3 separate regions of the Mus musculus genome follow, and regions 2 and 3 are each linked to region 1. Evidence: chromatin contacts called from public HiChIP or PLAC-seq data. All regions are on one chromosome and are shown on one strand. The core of a region is the stretch at or near the end of the contact, and the rest is flanking DNA. Distances in the headings are between cores, read along the strand shown.

What was found. HiChIP or PLAC-seq counts read pairs in DNA pulled down with a chosen protein or histone mark.
Region 2: an H3K27ac HiChIP or PLAC-seq map of trophoblast stem cells shows a contact between it and region 1, with 4 times the contacts expected there. The contact joins the promoter of Zfp652 here to the enhancer-like site in region 1. A contact is called at or near these places in 1 of 15 datasets of contacts at CTCF or cohesin (large pre-B cells), 8 of 484 Hi-C or Micro-C datasets (the Ba/F3 cell line, the G1E-ER4 cell line, bone marrow-derived macrophages and 3 more), 4 of 115 datasets of contacts at active chromatin or transcription factors (bone marrow-derived macrophages, embryonic stem cells, large pre-B cells and 1 more) and 2 of 9 other capture datasets (adipose tissue and liver).
Region 3: an H3K27ac HiChIP or PLAC-seq map of embryonic stem cells shows a contact between it and region 1, with 8 read pairs. The contact joins two enhancer-like sites. A contact is called at or near these places in 1 of 15 datasets of contacts at CTCF or cohesin (large pre-B cells), 8 of 484 Hi-C or Micro-C datasets (B cells, the HPC-7 cell line, Th1 cells and 5 more), 9 of 115 datasets of contacts at active chromatin or transcription factors (bone marrow-derived macrophages, embryonic basal ganglia, embryonic stem cells and 4 more) and 2 of 9 other capture datasets (liver and pancreatic islet).

The regions. Positions count from the first base shown.
Region 1 is chr11:95,981,172-95,984,181 of GRCm38.p6, forward strand. All of the region lies in intron 2 of Igf2bp1 (insulin-like growth factor 2 mRNA binding protein 1), which reads right to left. Among named protein-coding and RNA genes, the nearest start is that of Mir3063, 19 kb to the left of the region's middle. Within about 2 kb of position 1,515, at least 105 of the 459 cell types and tissues checked have an H3K27ac peak or open chromatin away from gene starts, as enhancers often do. A contact at or near this core is called in the G1E-ER4 cell line, embryonic stem cells and trophoblast stem cells, where this site is marked.
Region 2 is chr11:95,747,653-95,750,662 of GRCm38.p6, forward strand. Zfp652 (zinc finger protein 652) reads left to right here and starts at 1,415. Exons shown (of 5, transcript NM_201609.2): 1 at 1,415-2,495. The coding sequence starts at 1,599.
Region 3 is chr11:95,803,673-95,806,682 of GRCm38.p6, forward strand. The region is part of intron 3 of Gm29933 (a long non-coding RNA gene); the gene reads right to left. Among named protein-coding and RNA genes, the nearest start is that of Gm29933, 3.4 kb to the right of the region's middle. Within about 2 kb of position 1,514, at least 91 of the 459 cell types and tissues checked have an H3K27ac peak or open chromatin away from gene starts, as enhancers often do. A contact at or near this core is called in embryonic stem cells, where this site is marked.

The DNA.
Region 1 (3,010 bases), core at 265-2,764:
TTACAACCTTCTATAATGAGGGGGATCAGATGCCCTCTTCTGGCCCCTACAGGCACTGCATGCACAAGGCACACAGGCATACAGGAAGGCAAAATACCGGTGTAGTGTACCCAAGGTGAGAGAATGCTGAGTCACGTATGCTCAGTGGGCTACCAGAAGAGCTGGCATCAAGCTGTGGGGTGGGGCAAGCAAAAAGGAATGCAAGGCCCTAACAGTGGGTGTGTTGGCCTTAGTTGTCCTAGGCAGTCCCTACCAAAGCAGGGTCTAGTGTAAAATAGAAGGGTCTCTGTGATCCACTGAGTCTGAAATTCTGAGAGCGACAACTCCTTGTTGACAAGCTACAGCAGGGAAAATCTGGGAATGACATAGCTAAAAGAGTGGAGCAGTGGTGTCCCCGGCTCCTTTAGCTATGTCACCCCTGACCCAAACCCAACCTCTTCCTCCTCAAACTCAGCACTCAAGAGGCAGGGGCAGGCAGATCTCTGAGTTCGAGGCCAGCCTGGTTTACACAATGAGTCCCAGGATAGCAAAGGTTATACAGAGAAATCCTATCTTGAAAAAGAAATAATAAAAAGCTAAAGGAAAGGTGGATCTGTTTGAAGGAAAACCTTGGTGGTTTGTGAACTTGACCTAACAAAGTTAGAGTAGATACAGTGAGGATTGGAAACAGTCAGCTGAGTCTGGAGGCTTGAGCCATGATTCCAGGCTAAAGCAGGACTGATGCACGCACAGGCCAGTCTATAGAACAGTAGGCCAGTCGGAAGGTGGCGTTGCAGTGATAGAAGAGGAGGGGAAGACAGACAGACATAACTCCACGAGTACAGCATTTGTCTAGCAGACACAAAGTCCTGCGCTCAAGTCCCAGGACTGCACGGATAGATAAGCCTGTCGACCCTCTGTAATCCCAGCACCCACAGTACTGGCAGGAGAACCACAAAGTCAACACCCGGTCCAGCGGCGTGAGGCGTGCTCTGTGTCAGACACACACGGGAAGCCAACAAGCCCATTGCTGAGTCCTTAGACCCCATTCCACCAGGTACCAGATCCAAGGACTGGCCAAAAGGCAGCTTTGGATCTCCCTGGTAAGGGTTTCTCACAAAACACCTTTGCTAACCAAATAGATACACCGAGTATGTTCAGATGGGTGAAGAATCTGGGAGAAAATGAACAGTGCCCAGCCCCGGACACCTCCCCCCAGGAAGTCCTTCTGGATAGAGGGGAGATGAAGGCAGCCTGCCTAGGAAGAAACAAGGCATACAGCAACCCCAGAACAGGAGCCTAGTTTGAAAGAACCCATTAGTGCAATCCCAGGTCAAAGGCCAAGACTTGCCTGTCCAAACTCTGATTTGGGGCCTTCTATTCAGTATGGCAGGAGCAGGGTGGTAGCAGTGAAATCTAATCTCTGCAAGGATGTTTGTTAATCCATATCCAGAAAGCAATGGCAGGCAGATTGGCTGGAATGTCTGGAATGTTCCAGGAGCGGGAGGGGGAGGAGGGCAGGTCTACCCAACCAATGAAAGAAAGACATCCCAGCAGCCCTCCCTCACCCTCTAGGGCATACACACCCCATCCTGGGAACCCACTCTAGGCTCCTCCCAGACTTCCTTCTCAGCAAAGCCCCCAGCCCTGATTAAAACCCAAGGGGATAGCCTGGAAGAGGACCTTTGTCTTCTAAGCCTGGCTTTCCACTGAGCCTGGTGCTACCTAATTCCTTTCAGGCCCAAACCGCACAGGGCACTGCTGGGACCTGTAACCTAAATTCCCTTGCTTACATTACAACCCCTTTGGATAACTTACTCATCCCACCTATGAGAGGCCCAGAGTTGGCTGCGTTAGGCTGGTGTGCTGAGGGCTTACAGTGGCTCTAAATCTGTGGCTTACAACTCTTTGGGGATCCACAGACCCTACTTACTTACCTACCCTTTCACAGGGGTCGCCTAGGAGCTGATATCAGGACAGAACATTACGGTTCATAACTGTAGCAAAACTAGCTACGAAGTAGCAACAAAAATAATGTTGTGGTTGGAGGTCAGCACAACCTTAGGACCTGTATTAAAGGTCCCAGCGTGAGGAAGGTTGAGCTGGCTTAGAGCTCCTGATGAGTGGGAGCACAACTCACACTTCCCAGGGGTTTCTCCTGGTGGGAGCTAAGTCCAGCAAGCCCCTGACAGTATTCTAAAGGAGACCTGGAGGTAGAGTGGAAGGGGCGGTGACAGTCATTGCTGAATCTAAATAAATGTGTTCACAATGACAGAGAAAGAAAGTCTTCCACTCCTCCATCTCTGCTACATTGACCCTGCTCCAATAAACCCGGGTCTACCAAGGCCAGGCTGAGTAGTGGTTATGTCCTATAGGTAAAAGGGCACCACACCTAAGCACTCTTAGTGCCGGGAGGGCCAAGCCCAGCTCCAGCAAGGAGAGAGAACCAGCTGCCCTGACCCTCTAGCAGCTATAGCGCCGCCAGCAGTGGCCATTAAAGGCAATGGTTAGAACAGCCAAAATGGTTCCTAAGTGCAAACAGCTTTCCCCTGTTCTCTGCTCGCTCTGACCCTCAGAGATCCAGCCTGGAGGGCAGCTCAACAGACTCCTGCTAACCAGGAAATTCACCTGGGGATGTGAGGACACCTGGGGATGTGAGGACAGGGAGGCCAAGCAGGGGAAATATGCCAGGAGAGATTTAAAGAGGCAGAGAGACAAAAGAACAACGCCATACACCCATCACACCGCCATACACCCATCACACCGCCATACACCCATCACATCGTATACACACATGGGGGTGCTTGGGATTAGGAGTATCTCTCCCGGGTCCATTTTATAGAACTGTGTTCATTTTATAGAAATGTGCTACCGGCGGCTTTGTTTGACAGCCCAGGGCCGAGATTAAAATACGCCATGAGTATCCTGTCTGCATTTCATAATCACTGAACGCCAAAGCCAGGAGTAGAACCAAAACTCCATCTACTTTTTTGTTTTGGGTTTCGTTTGCTTTTTGAGACCTGTTTTTTCT
Region 2 (3,010 bases), core at 165-2,664, 230 kb before region 1:
CGACAGTACCAGAGTCAGGTTAGAAGTAACCGTATTTATTGGTCTCTTTATGAGCCTCGTTGGTTACATGTTCTCTTCCCTAACAGTGTATTCGCTTTATGTAGAGCAGCTCAGCAGGGTCTGAGTGACTCCTGTTACCTGTTAAAGTTACATAGCAGTTCAGCGTCAAGTGTACTGAACAGTTTCTTACTAAGGTTATTTCGTAGCAAGATTTCACTCACTTCAGCCGAGTAGAACCAATATATTAAGAAAAAGCCATATCATTCATCCCAGGCCTCGGGGGGCAGAGGTAGGCAGAACTCTGTGAGACCAGGTGGCCTCGTCTGTACAACAAGTTCCAGGACAGCCCGGCTACATAGTGAGACCCTCATCTCAGGAGGAAGAAGGGGGAAAGTTAAGCTTTGCTTATTTTAATTAATTAAAAATTAGCCCCAAAGTTTTGCAGTAGGTACTAAGTAGATGCTGAATAATAAAAATGTCTCTGGTGCCCATCACATGACAGACATTCAGTAAATACTGTTTTCCTTCCTTTTGTCAACTCGACTATACAGGTCCTCCATTGTCATTTGTATGACTCAGCTGCAGGGTAGCTGGCAAAATAGCAGTATAAGCATGCTGCAAGCAGATTGTATGCCCGTCATTGTTTTTTCATGGATGGTTTTAGTTTTCTTAGAACCGTGCCGACCTGGTGGTGACTGATTCTCAGAATTTTGACTTCTCTGCAACTGACACATGAAAAGTCACCCAGTTGTAGCATGGCTGTGCACCAAGTGTCAACCGCCTCAGCGGTGCTCCCATAGCTGAGGCAAGTTATGGTGACGGTTCATTTATAATTATTAAAGGCCAGGTCGGTTTCCTTGTGTGGTTGTGCCAGTTAGCTGCTCTAGTTCTGTGGCCTGCAGTGCCCATGTGGCTGCCCTTGTGTGTGGGTTCTCACTCTGGTAGATGTGGTGGCTGATGCTGAAGGAAACTGCCAGTATGACTCCCTTGAGTGTTTCATGGCCTTTTGTATCATGAGACTGATACCAGCAGACCCTGCAGCATCCAGTGTGGCAGACATCATGTGGTAGTAGGTATTTCTTCATCAAACACATGCTGTCTGCTTTAAAGATAGTTTGGTGAATTTGACAGATATGGCTCTTGGTATGATAGAATTTACATTCTAACTGAAATTGGGGACTCATACAAGCCTGTAAAATAATATCCATTTCAAACCATTTGAGGAGAATAATGAATCAAAGTGTATGGAATGTAATGATTTTAAATTTTGTGTGTTGTGAGGAATTCCATGGCCTAAGAAGAATATGGTGATATAATTTTTTCCCTCATTTTTTTTTCTCTTTATAGACAAGATGCTCCAAGTCCCCTGCAGTTCTCTTCGAAAGAAGACGAGGAGTGCTCTGCGCCTGCCGTAAGAACAGCCCTTTTTGACTTAAGGTGGCGGTGGTGCTGTGACACAGGAAGAACTGCATGCAGGCTGCAGGAGTTTCTTATTCTCACTTCTTGAGTAGTTAGTTCTCCGTGGAGGGAGAAAGATTTGAGTCTTAATTGCCCTGTTTTCAAGGTGTTCTGTGTCGTCTGAACTGGGCCACTTCCTAATGAGCTACACAGCCAGTCCTTGTCCGGAGCTGGTTGAACCCTGTGCAGTGCATGCAGAAGGAATGGCCCAGGAAGAGAGCCATCGAAGTCAGGCGCCACCCACCTTCTACCATGGTGCCAGCCAGGAGCTCGACCTGTCCACCAAAGTGTATAAAAGGGAGTCTGGAAGCCCTTACTCTGTGCTAGCAGACACCAAGATGAGCAAACCACATCTCCACGAGACGGAGGAGCAGCCATATTTCAGGGAGCCAAGGGCAGTGTCTGATGTGCATACTGTCAAGGAAGACCGGGAGAATTCTGATGACACGGAAGAGGAGGAGGAAGTCTCTTACAAAAGGGAGCAGATCATAGTGGAGGTAAACCTTAATAACCAAACATTAAATGTCTCTAAAGGGGAAAAGGGTGTCTCTTCCCAGTCCAAAGAGACGCCTGTCCTTAAGACAAGCAGTGAGGAAGACGAGGAAGAGACTGAGGAGGAGGCCACAGATAACAGCAGTGACTACGGAGAGAACGGACGGCAGAAGAAAAAGGAGAAGCAAGTGGAGAGAGTCAGGGTTACACAGAGGCGAACCCGGAGAGCGGCCTCTGCTGCCGCAGCTACCACTTCCCCTGCACCCCGCACAACTCGAGGCCGTAGGAAAAGTGCAGAGCTACCCAAGAGGAAGAAGCGGGCCACCAAGGAGGCTAAAGCGCCAGTTCAGAAAGCTAAGTGTGAAGAGAAAGAGACTCTGACCTGTGAGAAGTGCCCCAGGGTGTTTAATACTCGCTGGTACCTGGAGAAGCACATGAACGTTACTCACAGGCGCATGCAGATCTGTGATAAATGTGGCAAGAAGTTTGTCCTGGAAAGTGAGCTGTCCCTTCACCAGCAAACAGACTGTGAAAAAAACATTCAGGTAGGTCTCACCAGCGGAGGGCAAAGTTTCCAGGCTAGGACCTGGCTGTTCAGAGTCATCTGGTGTCTGCCCAAGAGGATAGAGGCTGAAGGGACAGATTTCACCAATTATCACTTTAGACTCTGCTGCTTGGGTCTTTTCAAAACCAAGGCTTAATCCTGTCTTTCAAAAGCATTACACTTAACTGACGATGGATTAGTGAGAACCAGGTGCACTGGAAGGGGGATTGGTTATAGATGACTGACTGGGATGTAAAGTCAGCGCCGACTTTGCACTGAGAGTCTCTGTTGTGGGACCTGTGAGATAATTCATTCTGGCATCTTCTGTCACGGTGGGAGGTTTGCCGAGTGAGGGCCAGGAGTAGAGAAAGGTCCTTTCCAATTAGAAGGATGTCAGAGTCTAGTGCAGCTGATGGGGACAGAGACCATGACTCAGACCTGTGGAAATGGAAGATCTCCTTACACCCGTGGAGAGATGGCAACACTAAATGTGTCAAGAGGCAAGCCCGTGGGAAT
Region 3 (3,010 bases), core at 264-2,763, 180 kb before region 1:
AAGTAAATGTCTTCCTTTGTAAGTATTGCCATGGCGTCTCTTCATAGCAATTAAAACCCTAAGACAACCAGTGTTGTACAGACCCCATGTGTGTGCCTGTGTGTGGGTCCTTATTAACAAACCCCTCTTCCAAATGGAGTTGACCTGGTAACACACTTGTGAAATAAAGCATGCAGAGTCCCCTCTGTTGCAGTGACCAGGGTGGACAAGGATCCTTACAGCAACTCCCTTCCCCTACTCTTTGTCAAGAAGAAGTTTAAAAGTAGTTCCTCCTGTTACAGGATGTTTGAACCTGTTTCTAGTTAGGGTGTGGCTCAGACTTTAGCATACACCATTAATCCCTCTGGCTGTAAAATACAGACATGCCCTTAGTAGATACCTATAATCCCAAATAATGAAGGTAAAGTTAGTTTGTAAAGGGAAGCAACCATGTTTGAAAGTGATGTCTAATTGAGTGGCAGACAAAGAGATGAATCAGAGAAAGATTTGACATGTCCAACTCTCACAAGGAAAGGGAAGCTACTTAAGAGAGAGACAGCACAGGAGAAGAGAGTATAGCCCAGGAATACAGTAGCGCTTGTGGAGACAGCACAGTGGAGTTGAGAGGGAGAGTAGAGCAGCAGAGAGGGAGGCAGAGACAGATTTACCAGGAGAGTTTTACAGAGACAGATTGAAGAGAGAACAAGTTAGACACAGGTGAAGACAGACAAGCAAGAGAATGGGAAGGAGCCAGTAGATTAGAAAAAAAAAAGATTGCTAGAGTTAGTTCGAAGCCAAGCAGAGCAATTCAGAGGCAAAGAGAAGTGCCAGATTGAGTCAGCTTGGAGAGGAGTTTGAGCCAGAAGAGCTGAGTTGAACCAGCCAGCTAGAATCAAGAAAGAACAAGAAGGGCGAGCTTACTCAACAGCAATTCTCAGAGGCCGAGAGCATTTTTTTTTTTGCCTAGGTAAACTTGTACAGAGCTCGAAGCTTCCAGGCCTAGGCCTAGGTTAGCAGACGAGGCAGTCAGCTCAGAGGTGACAAATGATCCAGGAGAATAAGGGCTCCATATGCAGCCTCCCTTCCTGTTTTCAGTTTAGCTGGAGAGAGAAGAGCTACAAAGAAGGGACCAATGGCCTTTGGCAGGTATGAGAACATGGTCAAAGAGAGACAGAAGTTCTCTCCATATGCTCCGACAGGAGAGAAGAGAAGCTGGGCAAAATGAGGAGCAGAGAAGATATGCCTCAGCCCCTTTGGGCCACAGATTGGAGTCTGAGCCCTAGCCCCCAGCTCAACACGTGCAACTGGTTTGAGAGGCAAGAGCCAGAGTTCACAATGATCTCACACCCAAACTTTCTGTCCATCATCCATCAACTCTGCTTTCCTCTAAGTGACAACTCCATCCATCCAGTGTCCCCATGGCTCCCTGCAATCCAGGCTGGGTTCCCATGGCTCTCGAACACCCCTGGGGTTCCTGCCTGAGTCCTTGCACTTCCCTTTGCAGAAAGCCACTTCCCTTCACGTCTGCAAGGTTGCACCCACTTCCCGCCCTGTGCTCAGCATCCTGTCAGGGTAGGTTCCTCTACTTCCGGATAGGTAAAGGTCACCTGTGCCTTTGGTTGCTTCATGTTTCCCACAGTATCTGTGATCGTATGGTATCTGCACACTCCCCAAGCACTTCCCTTTGGAAAGGAGCTCCCTGGTGTCCAGGATAGAACCAGATACAGGTGGTTCACCCTGGGCATCAGCTCATGAATAACATGAGTGACTCCCCTTAACAGCCCTCAGAGACTCCTCCAGAGCACTCACAGGGTCCAGGAGCTTGGTCTCATGGACCTTGGCATTCCTGCTGTCTGTTACTGGGCTGCAGGCAGTTAGAAAGGCACAAGGGTAAATCTCACAGGACAGTGTCAGGTGCCAGGTTGAAACAGTGCCTCATCTCACCATGGGGCTGATAGGGAACCTAGTGGGAGGGGGAAGGAAGGCCTCCTGCAGAAAGGGAGTGTCACAGGGCTCCAGAGGAGCAGGTAGAGAGAGGGTGTGGTCTCTGCCCTCAGCTGCCAACTCACAGCAGATACCAAGCTGGGGGATTAGAGGACAGCAACAGCTGTCAGAACCCAATGTCCGCAAAGCTTCAGACCTGCTGTCCCCTCCCTCCCATTTCCGGGCTCTGTGCCCTTAACCTGCCCTTGGTTCCCCAGATGAGTCATCAAGTTCCAGCCCCTAGGGTTCCTTGCAGCACATCCCTAGGGGAAGTTGAGAGGCTCATGCACGCCATTAAGAAATAGGCACAGGAGGGCAGGAGGCTCTAAAGCCATCCGCAGCCTGGGTGAGGGTTACCCAGGGCCCAGTCCTTGCCTGTTGAAGCCTCCAGTCTAGGAGACAACCAAAGCTCAGCTGAAACCCAGCAGCTCAGCTAACAGGCAGTTTGAAAGCAAAGACAAAACAAAACAACAGCAAACAAACAAACAAAAACCTCCACAAAACAAACAACAAAACAAACCAACCCTCAAAAAGAATGAAAACAGGTGTGTACTCTGCTTGAAACTACCTCTTTGATGAAAACCAAATATCTCCAAAAAATAACAAGGGAAGAGGGAGGCAAGATGGTGTAGCGGGTGAAGGTGCTTGCTGCCAAACCTTGACAAAGTGAGTTCAATTCCCTGGGACCCACACAGTAGAAGAAGTGAACCAGCTCCCTCTAGAAACGGTGCACCATGGCCTATGTGCGTACACATAGACACATACACACACACTAAACATAAGTGAAATAATAAAAATGTTAAGAAGGATACACAAAGGCATTAATTCTCACTTTAAAGATGCTGTGTGGGAAACTAGGTGAGCTGCACTGGCATCATTGCCCCTTTGAATATTCAACTTCCACGGGTAGGAAGATGGCTCCACAGTTAAGATCACTGACTCCTCTTCCAGAGGACCTGGGTTTGATTCCCAGCACCCATATTGTAGCTCACAACATCTGCAACTCTAGTTTGAGGGGATCTGATGTCCTCTTCTGGTCTCCATAGGC